Regions from separate parts of the Sus scrofa genome. Here region 1 is linked to region 2. Evidence: chromatin contacts called from public Hi-C data. All regions are on one chromosome and are shown on one strand. Each heading gives the region's core, a stretch centred on a gene start, on an enhancer-like site or on the middle of the called end of the contact. The rest is flanking DNA. Distances are from core to core; before and after follow the strand shown. Region 1 holds the start of LOC100517194. Region 2 has its middle 250 kb from the start of CEP44.

Evidence for each region. Hi-C and Micro-C count contacts between places; a contact is called where the count stands out from the background.
Region 1: a Hi-C map of liver shows a contact between it and region 2, with 7 times the contacts expected there. The contact joins the promoter of LOC100517194 here to the enhancer-like site in region 2. A contact is called at or near these places in 6 of 47 Hi-C or Micro-C datasets (embryonic fibroblasts, epiblast stem cells, fetal heart ventricle and 2 more).

Annotation. Positions count from the first base shown.
Region 1 is chr14:16,455,263-16,461,818 of Sscrofa11.1, forward strand. It overlaps LOC100517194, which reads right to left and starts at 3,954. Exons shown (of 6, transcript XM_021073071.1): 1 at 3,908-3,954; 2 at 3,383-3,642; 3 at 3,174-3,287. The coding sequence starts at 3,954. It overlaps HAND2 (heart- and neural crest derivatives-expressed protein 2), which reads left to right and starts at 4,827. Exons shown (of 2, transcript XM_013982698.2): 1 at 4,827-5,462. The coding sequence starts at 4,908.
Region 2 is chr14:16,141,501-16,147,913 of Sscrofa11.1, forward strand. No RefSeq gene overlaps it. Among named protein-coding and RNA genes, the nearest start is that of CEP44, 250 kb to the left of the region's middle. Within about 2 kb of position 4,466, at least 10 of the 83 cell types and tissues checked have an H3K27ac peak or open chromatin away from gene starts, as enhancers often do. A contact at or near this core is called in liver, where this site is marked.

The DNA of each region.
Region 1 (6,556 bases), core at 2,704-5,203, 310 kb after region 2:
TTGCTGGAGCCACTGTCATTTGCCAGGTCTGAAGACCACCATATCCCAAAAGTTTAAACCAGAAAGGGAGGGACCACAGAATCCCAGTTAGAATGGAGACTCTTGCCGCCACTGTTCTAGATGACCTAAAGTTTCTTGGGCTAAATGGCTAGCACGTACAACAGCTCAACTCAATCCTACCCTAAGACAGACAGAAAGGCAAAGTGATCAGGGTGTCACACGAAGCACCATTCTTGTAGCAGGTGAGGCTAGAGTGGCATCTGCAAGAACACATTGCTTTTTCTGCCACCTTCCGGGTTTGATGTTCTTTCTGGGGTTCTTAGCAGGTTCTGGGGGCCACCTTATATACGAGCATCATAGGTATTCAAAGAAATGCTCAGAGTCACTTCTGCTATGTTGGTTAGGGAAATGAGGTAAAACGAGATTTGAAAAACTGAAGGGAATTGAGCCATAATTCCTGTAAACATAAAATGTGTGTTTATGGCCCTCTGGCCTGGTTCTTTTCAGGTCCAGTTTATTTTGAGTTCTCATGAGCAAAACACAAGATACAAACTGCCCTTGCCTTTGAAATAATAAATACCTCGAAAAGATCTGTATTTTCCCTAAAAACAGACTGAAGTTTTTAAGAAAATGTTTAGTTTAAAACAGATTGATTTTAAAAATACTATCTCACAAAACCAGAATGTCTGCAAGAGAGTGTGCAGCCTCTCGGGGCTCTTGGAGTCTTTTCCAGGGGAAGGGGTGGGAAGGAAGGAAAAGAGACAAGAGACATGAGCCCAGAATAAATGGTTGACCCCAGTTCTGTCTGCTTAGCTGAAGGCAGATGCAATGGGCAGCACAGGGTGGTGGGGGCGGTGTTGGGGGAACACATCAATAGCTTCAAGGATGGCAGATAGTCCCCCAAATCAGGACTGCCCCCTTGTTCCAGAAAGCCATCTCCCCACCCAGGTAAGACTGATTGCAGCTGGGCCTCAGAAAAGGGGAAGCACTTAGCATGCCCTTGCCTTGCAGGATTCATCTTGAGGGCACCCCAGCCAGCAACTTTGCAGCTGCTCAGCCCCTGAAGTATCGGACCCTGTATCCTTTGGAGAGTAGCACACTAGACGCCACACTAGCACAGCCCAGGATGGGGTCCCCAGGCTGACGGCTAAGCCAGGAGCTTCACCTTCCTCCCTTTTTTCCCCACCACTAACATTACCTCCACCACAATCACCTCCACCGAGCTCCCCACAAGGCCCAGGCCACCTAGGCTGGAGGCAAACCTGAGGTGGCATCTTTGCCTCACGGTTTTCCAAAGCAGCAAACTAATCCAGCCTCCCACTAGACCTGGAGCAAAATGTCCCAAAGAGGGCACTGCATGAAAAGAGTGGACTATTTGGTTGTGCATTCAGACTGGAAATCAGATGGTTAAGGACCCTGGAGTTCTCCCATTTGTCCCCTACCCCCCAAGCCACCACTTGAGGGTGGTGGCCTCTGCATTGTGGCTTTCTGAGATTCAGGAAGCCCTGAACCCTTGGATCACATTAATTAACTGGTGATGACACGGCCAGTGAGCACCTATGTTCAGATTAGTATCTTTTACAACTTTTTTCTGTCCCTTGTTGTCCATCTATTTTATCACTTCCAGGTTCTTGGGGACCATGAAGTGGTTCATCCATTTTGTTTGTTTGTTTCAATTAAAATAGCATGAGAAAGGTGGAAAGTAGCATGTCCTGGGGACTTTGAGGCCACTAGCCTCTAGTGGACACAGCATTGGGTCCTTGGCTCAGCCCTCTGCCTGGTCTCTTCATCCTCCTTTAGATTCTCTAACCCCTCTCTGTTCTGAAAGCAGCCTACAACTACTGTTCCAGCATTTTTATCTGTTCCCAGACAGGGTGCAACCATCTTATTTTGTCTGCCTGCTCCCAAGGCCTAGATGTGTTTTTATAAACAGATTTTTTTTAATGTATCAAATGTCAGAGGATTGAACTACCAGTATTTACACATGCCTGCCTCCCCAGCGAACATGTAAACACAACCCTGACCACACTACCTATATTTTTTCCTTGAAGAACAAGGTCTTTAATAGACTCTCCTTGTGCTCAAAACTGTAGACCTACCCAAGGTGGGTGTTTGAAGCTCTAGATGGCTATTTTGTTCTGAGCCCAAAAGGCACTTACCAACAAATCTGGTTTCACCTACTTCCCACCTCTGTTCTCTGCTGGGGGCACAGGGAACACTGACCCTTTGCTGCAGGGACAGAATGGGCCCTCAGGAGTTCCCAGCCTGGGTTTCTGCCACTCTGCCTGAGTTCCCTTTCCTCTCCTTGAAGCCCAGCCACCTAAAACCTAAACCACGTTCTCACCGCTGCTACCCAGGGCTTTGGGATTAGTGGCTGGCAACCACCAGAGTCCCTGACAGCACAGAAGTTGGGTTACCCTCCCAACCCTACTCTCTATTCATGCTGACCTTGCCTTCCACTCCCAAACCCTACCCCCAGGGGAAAAAAAAAAAAAAAAGCAGGCAAGGAAAAGACCCTCCCTCATCGAATCCTTGGAATGGGACACCCTCTGCATCTCTGCTGCCTGGGCCCTGATTCCGCCTGCCTTCCAGAATGGACCCCCAAGGCGGAGGAGTTGGTCTCCCCTGGGCGTCCCAGGCCAGGCCCAGCGAGGAGTCCCCTGCCGCCGCCCCCCCCCACCATCCCAGTCTTTGGCGCACTCCGCGTGGGACACTCTTTTCCACACAGACCCATCCGGCAGAATCCTCAGCTTCACAGCGGCCTCCCCTCAGGGCTTCTAGCCAAGCCTTGGGGATCATTTCAAGCTCCTGACACCGGCCACCCCCACGCCCCACCCCTACCTCTTGCAAGCTTTCTCTAGGAGCTCAGGCCACAGCCACTCGGGCGCCGCGGCCCCGGTGCCCTGCGGCCGGGTGACTTACAAGTAGAGATCCATTTTCCGTTATAATGCGTTCAAGATCACGAAGGCCAGCAGTCTAAACATCCACGAGCCGTCCTCCCGGCCTGCCTCTTAAACTGGTGTTTAATGGTTCCCCTCCGATAACTAAACCTGCTTTCCACAGATGCCCGCTTTTATGGGAGAGGCAGGAATGCAGAGATATATTTATATGTTTGTTCATAAAAACTGGAAAATAAGCTCTGAACACGCTGTAAAAAATATTCAGTTACTTACCAAACAGGCTAGTTAAACCAGGGGAACACCGATACCCGCCACACAACATAGATTCGGGGAATCGAGGTGCCTGCGCTTTGAAGTCGCCCAAGGTCTTCGCCGAGGCTGGTGTCCCTGAAGAACATGGAAATAAGAGCATTTACAACTGGCGTGACCGTTAGTCCCGGGGTCTCAGCCACGATCTCCAAAAACAGCCACAATATCACCACCTGCCCAGATGGCCCCAGCCTGGGTAACGTGGTGGGTATATCCAGCGACGATGAGGCGGGCATTTCCAGCGTGCGCCCAGGTCAAAGCCTCAGCTTTGCCCGCGGCGCCCCGCCGCCAGCCTCGGCCAGAGACGCGCCTTTGTGGGGGCGCAGCCGCCCGCCGCCTCTGCTCCCACTGCGCCCGCTGCCTGCTGGTTTTCTTGCCTAGGTTACCTACAGAACACTTCGAAAAGCAATATCTGCCTTCTTTCCCCACCCCCCTTCAAACCAGTAAAGAAAGCGGAGTGATACTGTACCTGATTTGAGATTCTTCAATATTTGAGACTTAGGGGAAAATATTTTAATAGTGAAGCATCTGTTAAACACTTGCATTAACCTCTGGCTGATAAAAAAGTTTTTTTTTTAACCCTGCCCCCCCCTCGTTTTAATTATCTTATGGTTATGAAGGGGCAGCCAATCCTGAAAGAGGACCTCGGCAATTAGCAACGAGAACATCAAAAAGTTTTATTGCGGAGAGCGCGAGGCGCCGCCCCCGCCGCCCCGGGATTGGCGTGAGGAGCCTCTGACGACATATATTAACCCGAGCGGCCCTAAAGATGTAGCTGTACATGGAGATCTTGCTGGGAAAATCCGCTTGCTCCCCTCACGGCGTCCAGTCCCGGAGAACAGCCGCCGCCGCCGTCACCCAGGAGCCCCCACGGCCGCTGCGCAACAGCCCTCCAAGCCCCAGCCGCCGCCTTCGCGCTCCAGGGCGCCTGCAGGGCTCAGATCCTTCCCCCGAAAGGAGAGGCTCTGAGAAAATGGATGCACTGAGACCTCTCTGAAAACCCTCCGAGGGAGCACGAGAGGAGAGCGGAACACGTTACTCGCTGCTAAAGTCACATTCCAGGACCAAAACAACAACAACCAAAAATTTCATTAAAACAATAAGCGCCCAAGAACCCAGATCAGGCTGGTTGGGGGAGGGGAAGGGGCGGGAAGGGGAGGGTCGCATGGAGGTAGCTTCACAGTGAGCGGTCGACCCCGCCGCCTCCCCGCAGAGCCGGGCCGGCTCCTCCAGCCGCGGCTCGGACTCTTCCCGGGATTCGGAGGAGCCGCGGCGCCAGGAGCGCGGCCGGGGCGCGGAGCCCGGCGACTCGGCCGAGCAGCCCCGCGGGAGCCGGGACGCCTTTGCATGAGCACGAGAGGACTGTGCCTGCCCGCAGCAGCCCGGGAAGCAGGACCCCGCGCGCGGGCCGTGGAACAAGGCGGGAACCGGAGGCGGCGGCGGCCAGGGGCGCACGGTGCCGGGACCAGCTCGCCGCGCCCTATGGGGAGCCGGCGGCCGCGGCGCTGCTGAGGCGGGCCCCGCGGGCCAGGCGGGTGGCCGGGGCCCGGGCTGCAGCAGCCCCCTCTGCGGCTGCGGGGCCGGCCCGGGCACCGGGGGGCTGGGGGTGGGGGGTGGGGGAGGACGCCGAGCGCCGAAGCAGGGGCCCGGGCTGGGGGCGCGGCGGGGCTGCGCGCACGCTGGGGCGCGGAGGGCGAAATGAGTCTGGTTGGGGGCTTCCCTCACCACCCGGTGGTGCACCATGAGGGCTATCCGTTCGCCGCGGCCGCGGCCGCTGCGGCCGCCGCGGCCGCCAGCCGCTGCAGCCACGAGGAGAACCCCTACTTCCACGGCTGGCTCATCGGCCACCCCGAGATGTCGCCCCCCGACTACAGCATGGCCCTGTCCTACAGTCCGGAGTACGCCAGCGGTGCCGCCAGCCTGGACCACTCCCATTACGGGGGGGTGCCGCCGGGCGCCGGGCCCCCGGGCCTGGGGGGGCCGCGCCCGGTGAAGCGCCGGGGCACAGCCAACCGCAAGGAGCGGCGCAGGACTCAGAGCATCAACAGCGCCTTCGCCGAGCTGCGCGAGTGTATCCCCAATGTGCCCGCCGACACCAAACTCTCCAAGATCAAGACGCTGCGCCTGGCCACCAGCTACATCGCCTACCTCATGGACCTGCTGGCCAAGGACGACCAGAACGGCGAGGCGGAGGCCTTTAAGGCGGAAATCAAGAAGACAGATGTGAAAGAAGAGAAAAGGAAGAAGGAGCTGGTTAGTACCAGGGGACGGCGGGCGGTGGGGTGTGGGGGACCGAGAATCCCGGTCTCTTTCCCTTTGGCCTGAGCAATGGCACACCGCGCTCTCTGCTGCATCCTGAGACAAGGTTGTTTGCACCAGGTTGTGGTCGAGATGGTTTCCCGAAGAAGCAGAGGAGGTGGGGGAGGGTGTCAGCACGCGGAGGAGGTTAAGAGGGATGCTTCGTGTGGGTGATCTTCCCTCCGGGTCATTGCTGCTCTCCCCCCCCCCAACACCCCCCCCCGCACCCCGCTCCCCCGGGCCCTTGAGGCAGGACTCAGGTTCCGAATTGATCTTCTGATCGCACTGGCCCGGACCCCTCATTTTCTGTCCTTTAGAGCCTTCATTTGGCGTCCAATCCGATCTTACTTTCAGATAGTTATAAAATAAGTTGTTTAGAAGCGCTTGATTCCAATGATTTCACTGTTGATCGCATTGTCCCCTTTTAAGATCGAGGCTGCCACTGATTCTAAGAGAGTTTTGTGGTTGTTCTGATTACTATGCCCAGTTACGTAAAGGTTAACATAAAATATGTACTTTTAACTTCAAAATGCATCTCGTTTCTCTCTGGCAGTGAAGATAAAATGTAACTTCCCAGGCGACTGTACTTAAATGGGCATTTCTTGTTTTGTTTGCATGAGCCCATTTAAGACAAATGGTAAATATTACCACTGTCATTTTATCGTTAACAAAAATGAAAAATTATAACTGAAAATTAGTTTTCTCAAGTACCTACCAGGTGCCCATAGGGTAGTGGTGTTTAGAGCAGGGCTATTCCCATGAAAGGCCTGCAAAATAATCCCATTTGTCAAGTTTTCCTTCTTGGGGCCTGTGGCGTTTTAGTTGCTGCATAGTCGAGTGATCCGGGGTAACCAGGGATTTTGGAGGCCTTGGAGGAGAGCCGAGCCGGAGGCCGAGCCACCGGCAGACAGGCCCAGGCGGAGGCACTTGGCCCATCTTCCCTAGAGCGCAGATCTGGGACTGCGATTGAAACAGGGAAACCAGATTTAGCGCCAACCCCCCCGCTCGCAGCCCTACATCTGGAGTTAAAGAGAAGGCCCCCAGTTCCT
Region 2 (6,413 bases), core at 3,216-5,715:
TAGAATTATTGAGATGTGGACTCTTGATAGGTTCTGGCTTGGTAACCCACAAATTAACATTTGATAAATATTTATTCAATGTTTATTTGGTTGGGGATAGAGTGGGGTTAATAAATTGATTTTCTATGAGTTAAAATGTTCAGATCATTATACTCAAAATTATGTATTAACTTACCATCTATAAGGTATTTTATTTTAAAAAATCTTTTAATTTAGAAATAATTTCAAACTTAAAGAAAAGTTGCAAGAAAAAGAATCATACACAGAATGCCTATATAGCCTTTACCCAGATTTTCACCTATTCTTAACCATTAGCCCCATTTGCTTTATTATTTGTTATCTATCAATCTATCATCTATTTATATATATCTATCATCTAATACATCTAATCTGCCAATCTAATCCATCTATATATTTATATATATTTTTCTGAGCCCTTTGAGAGTAAATTTCATGCATTATGGCACTTTACCCCTAATACTTTATGTGTATTTTTTAAGAATAGGAATATTCATTTATGTAACCACGTAGCTTAATACCTTTAACTTTTGTCTAATCCCTCACCTGTATTCCAATCTGTTAATTGACTTAATAATTTCCTATATAACATCATTTTCCCTCCATTACAAGATCAATTTAGGATCTAGTATAGCATTTAGTTGTCATGTTTCTTTAACCTCTTTTAATCTAGAATATTTCCGTAGCTTTTCCTTATGTTTTAGCAACATTGACATGTTTGAAGTATAACCCCCCATTTTAAAAAACACAGAATTCTCTTCACTTTTAACTTGTTTGTAGTTTTTTTCATGATTAGGTTGAAGTTACATGGTCTCAGCTGAAATATCACACAGGGGAGGCTACTCCCCTCTCAAGGTATCATGTCCATCTGCCTTTCACTGGTGATGTCAACTTGGAGTATCCCATCGGGCTGTTGTCCCATTTCTCCATCATTAGTTATTGCTTTTTTTTCCCTTGTAAGTAATAGCAGTCTGTGGGAAAAGTTTCAAATCCATGCAAACACCCCACTCCTCATCAAATTTCTCCCTCTTTTTTTTTTTTTTTTTTTTTTGTCTTTTGTCCTTTTAGGGCCGCACCTGTGGCCTATGGGGGTTCCCAGGCTAGGGGTCCAATCAGAGCTATTGCTACCAGCCTAACCACAGCCACAGCAAAGCCAGATCTGAGCCATGTCTCCAATCTACACCACAGCTCACAGCAACACAGTAACCTTAACCCACTGAGAGAGGCCAGGGATTGAACCTGGAACCTCATGGTTACCAGTCAGGTTCATTAACCTCATGGTTCCTAGTCGGATTTGTTTCTGCTATGCCACGATGGGAACTCCAAATTTCTCCCTCTTGATCTAGCTCCCATTGACAATTTTTGCCTGAACTAGTTTTAATTATGTTGGCTGCAAAACGGTGATTTCCCAGTTCTGTGTCACTCCCTCTACATTTACTAGTTGACTCTCAATATTCTCTAAGCAAGAGTCCTCCCTTTGCTTTTCTTCATCCTCTCCCTTCCTTCATCCCTCCCTCTCTCCCTTCCTACCTTCCTTCCTTTCTCATATGGTTTTAATTATAGATGCTTTGTATTAAGTTCTATTATTGTTAGGCTTCCCTCTTTCTTTCAGTGTTTCTTTAGCTTGCCTTTCATATTGTTTCACATGAACTTAAGTACAAATTCACCTAGCTCTGTTACTTAAAAAAAGGTTATTGGTATTTTTATTTTATGGTATTATATGGTATTTTTATGAATTAACTAACAGAAAACCAGCATCTTAATATTCAGACAGACATCCAGTCCTAGAACAAGGAACTCTTTCCTATCTTCAAGAATACTTTGCTTTCAGTTGTATTTCATAGTTTTCTTTATGTAGAATTAGAGTATTTCTTGTTAAATATATTTCTAAGCATTTTTTTGTTGTTCTGTTGGTATCATAAAGGGAGTTTCTTATCCATTACAAGATAGCACTTTAAAAGTCTGGAAATTGTCTTTTTTAAAGTTTCTCCATCACACTACCAGAAGCTATATTGTGCATAGATGTAACTATAAAGTTTAGTTACAAATATTGTACATGTTTGTTTTCTCCTGCTTTCATGTCTATAAAATCTCCTAATTTATCTGCATTTTTTCATTCTTCATTTTGCCTTTTCAGTGTTCTAGAATAGACAATTTCTCAGGAAGTATATGAAGTAATTTAACATTTAAATAATTATTTCAATAATAAAATAAATCACTGTTTCAATAAAGCCTTGTATTACTTGTTTGTGAACTTGAGCTAAATGTCCTTGGCACTCCCTGCCGACTCCTGAATCACAGCCAAAATGAAATACTCAGAGATAGACTGGTGTGGGTGCGGAATGCTTTTATTTTCACCATGAGCAGGACCAAGTTATAGTTTATCAGTTATGTACAAAGTGTTCTTCAGAAACCCTAGTGTCCTGGCATCATAGTTCTGATTTATTGCAGCAATGTATATAGATTGCCTGATATGCCTATTTTTTAATCTGGCTCTTCCTATAATTCTATTTGTATCCAGTTTTACCATAGAGGGATATTTGTACCTCCACTTCTCCATTTATTTACTAACTGACTTATAATGAATAGCTGAAAATTCGTCCAGTACAGCAGGTAGAAGTAGGTAGTAGAAACAAAACTCTTTCTGCTGTCTTGGTTCTACGGTGAATTCCCATTACAACCAGTTAGGTGCTTTTAAAAGAATTATTTCATCTTCTGGATTCTGTTACTGAAATAGTAAAATAAATGGGTTGACTCGATAATTACAAAGTTCCAGTTGTAAAGTGACATGCTTCACATTAGGTTGAAACAGTGAGCATGTTTATCATTAATAAATTTTCCCTTTGTTTTTGTGACCCAAAGATATAACTCTTAATAAACTGGTGAAATCGTTCTAATGAGAATAGATTCATGTTTTCATAATCTATTAAGACTTATGGGCAGATTCAACAAATGAATTACTATGGTGTACAAGAGTGACTAGCCATCTTCACGACTCACCAATACCCCCCCCACACACACACACAGAATGAGCTTACTTTCTTTGACTCAGAAAACAACACAAAATGAATCTATTTGAGTTGACATACAGGAAATATATTTTTCTCAACTGAAGTATGAATTTCAAAGCTATGTAATATGCTGTTCAATAGAGTAAAGCTCATCCTTATCATTAAAAAGTCTGTTAAAAGAATGTTTAAAAGAATGATACAGAAAACAGCTCCTATTGATATGATAACCTCCTGTGAAGTGTGCAAAGCACACATTTTTTGGAAAGGAGATTTTTTTAAATGATTAGCATTATCCATTATTAATAACTATGGTGAAACTCGGGAGTGTGAGAGACCCTGGCTATTGCCTCCAGTCAAATATTTGCATATAAGCCAGGTCATGCTGGGTGCAGACAAAATGAAAAGAATAATCAGCCTTTCCCAAAACACAGCTCCCTGTCACAGGAAAGCATCATCTCCCATCACTGTCTGATCTTATTTGAGAACACCAGGCATTGCAGATTACCGGAGAGATAGCCGATTTTTTTTTTTTTCCCATAAGTCTCATTGCCAGAATTTCAAACCCAAATTGGATTATTAGAACATCACAGTATAATCCTGGTGCTGATATTTTGAAAGGAAAAACAATAGAAATAGAAAAAGGAACCACAGGGGATACTCTTAATTCTCCTCATGTACATTAAATATCTATTTGCTTAGATTCCCGCTTTGAAATAGGGAAGAATGTCAGAGTCGAGTCGTAGCCCTGAAGATCAGCTCTAAGAATTGAAGAACGTTTTTCCTTTTGCTCACTGGGGCTGTGGGAAAACACATTCGATAAGGTCTAAACGCAGGGGAAGTTGTTAACGAAGCAGTACTTTGTCGCTGGCTTCAGAGTTTTGACCCAAGATTTGTTATAACCCTGTCCCATTCCAGCAAAAACAGCTACTGGCCACCGGATATTCGGCGATGTATTGTAAAAACCGGCTATGTGCCCATATCTGGAGATACGCAACAATGTCAACAAAATCAGCACATATATGAAGGACTGACTTAGTCTGAATATTTGGTGAATTTATTATAGCCCCTAGTAGCAGAGGAAGCTCCCCAAATTCTGTCTGAGATTGAAAAGTCTTCCCAGGTTCAGCAAAGGGTGGTGTGGGATTTCCTTTTTGGTTTCATTTTAATGACCTTTTTGTGCCTTAAAAATCCTAAAACAGGAAACTTTTCTGGGAAGGAAAGCATTTGACCGGGAGAATTTGTCTTTGGCTGTCACAATCTTCAGCTACCATTCAGCTAAATGTTGTTTGGAATAATATGGCCTTAATGCCCCTATCTCCTGTTGAATTGCTCAGACGGGTGGGAGATTAGAGTGGGGAGAGGTGCCGGTATTATCTGTGGGAGCCCTCTGGGGGTCACGCTACACTAACAAGGCCGCCCCAGTCAGGGTGACAGAACCCAGCTGCTGCCTGGCTCCGCCTCCACCGTCACAAGGTTCCACTTACTGGGGGCCTGTGTCTCCAGAGACTGTGTATTCTAACCCATTTTTTTTCCTCCACCTCTAAAAAAGTGGCTAGCTCATCATTTTTGTCCTCATGTTTTAGGAAAGACCTACATGTGAAACCACTTACCTGTTTAACCCTCTGAACCTAAAGAAAATGTGTCACGCCACTTAAAATACCTCCACTCCAGGGCTGCCCTCACTGACGACACGTAGGAGTGCCCTAATGAGCCGTTGATCAGGAAGATAAATACTGGATTTTTTAATATCCATCCATGAGCAGCCACGAGAGTTTAGGTGACTGTATTTCACGAATTGCTTCATCTCTATTTATCCCGAGGGAAGTCATATGGTACATACAGAGCACTGCCCATCTGTACTTTCATCTTCAAAAGGCGCCTTGGTACCTTTTTTTTTTTTTTTTTTCTTTTTTTAGGAAAAGTAATTTCTTTCTTCCACTGAGGGCTCTTTATTCATGGTAATCGCTTTTTTCTTTTTCTTTTAAAGATGGTGAGAAACTTCCCAGGTTTGTTTGGCTCACGGCTGCTTCTGAAAGGCCAGCACACGGCAGGCAAAGCTCTCGGTTTTCACCTCAGTTTCTGGGGAGGAATGTCAGTCAGTCTTGGGTCAACGCAACTTAGAAACGGTGATAATGATTCAGCCAGTAGAGGGAGCTAGGGCTTCCTCACAGCTTAAAGGGCACAGCCCAAGGACGCAGCAATTTTGGGGGGATGAAGTTGATTCTTAATGCTACCCCGAGAGTAAAGGTTTGTACATTATTTTTCCTATAAAAGTGAGGAAGGAAACAAAACCATCCCTACCTTTTGAGGAGAATAACAAGTTAGGAGAAGTTTATTAGCATTATAGCTTATCGCTTTGGAAGAGTGAATCATTTTGGAAAGACAAATCGTGTTTATAATTATACTCATTAGACTACTATAATTAAAACTATTATTATAACAAACTTACATTCATACAAGGCTAAAAGAAGGAGGGAGCATTCAATGAGATTTGAATACTTGTTTCATGTTTGGTATTTAAATGGTTTTGCCAAGTTAACTCATGAAACAGATTTCTCCTCTTCGGTGCGTGCACTTGCACTGGGGAAAAAGGCAATGAAAGCATTTTTGGTGTCCTATTTTTTTCATTTATCAGCATTTGTAATTATGGTTAAGTGCTTCCAAAACAGGGCCTCGATCTATGAAAGGTCCTGCATTTATATAGTGCTTTTAACTTTTTGAAGTATTTTTATATGTGCTATCTCATTTTAAAGTAGATTTGACACAGCCCCAATCTATTAAGGAAGTGACCCTTTAAACCCAAGAACACTCTGGACATTTTTTAGCTGTACTTATCTTAGCTACCATTATAAAACTTAATGAAAGTCACGGTGATACTAAAACTTCCATAATCAGTATAAAGTTATCAAAGTGGAAGTTTTGCAAAAAGCCACTACATTATTTTTTATCATCCAGAAGGCTTTTTCGTTTTTATTTCAATCAATTTGAAGTTATCTGTGGTTTGTGTTAAGAGTAATACTGTCAAGAATTTCATTATAGCCATCATTGTTGAGAATTTTGTAGAAATAACAAGTTTTATGTGTTCAGATTAGCCCATAAAATAATAAAAGGCTGGAGATGACATTTTTTAAAGACTTTTCTTGTTTTTTGTTGTTTTTTTGTTTTTTGTTTTTAGAATATGATGAATTCTATTCCTGGGAGACTTGTACCATGTTCTTTTTGAAATGTGTGCCCTCTCCATGGTGTCTTAAGGAACAGTGGCTACTCAAGCACTGTTTTTGATTGTGTAAATTACGGTAGCTAGGAAACTGGGTTGTCTCTACTGGTTCTTGTCCATCTTCTGGAGTAATAAGGGCATTTTGTGAAAGGCCAGCAGAGATATTA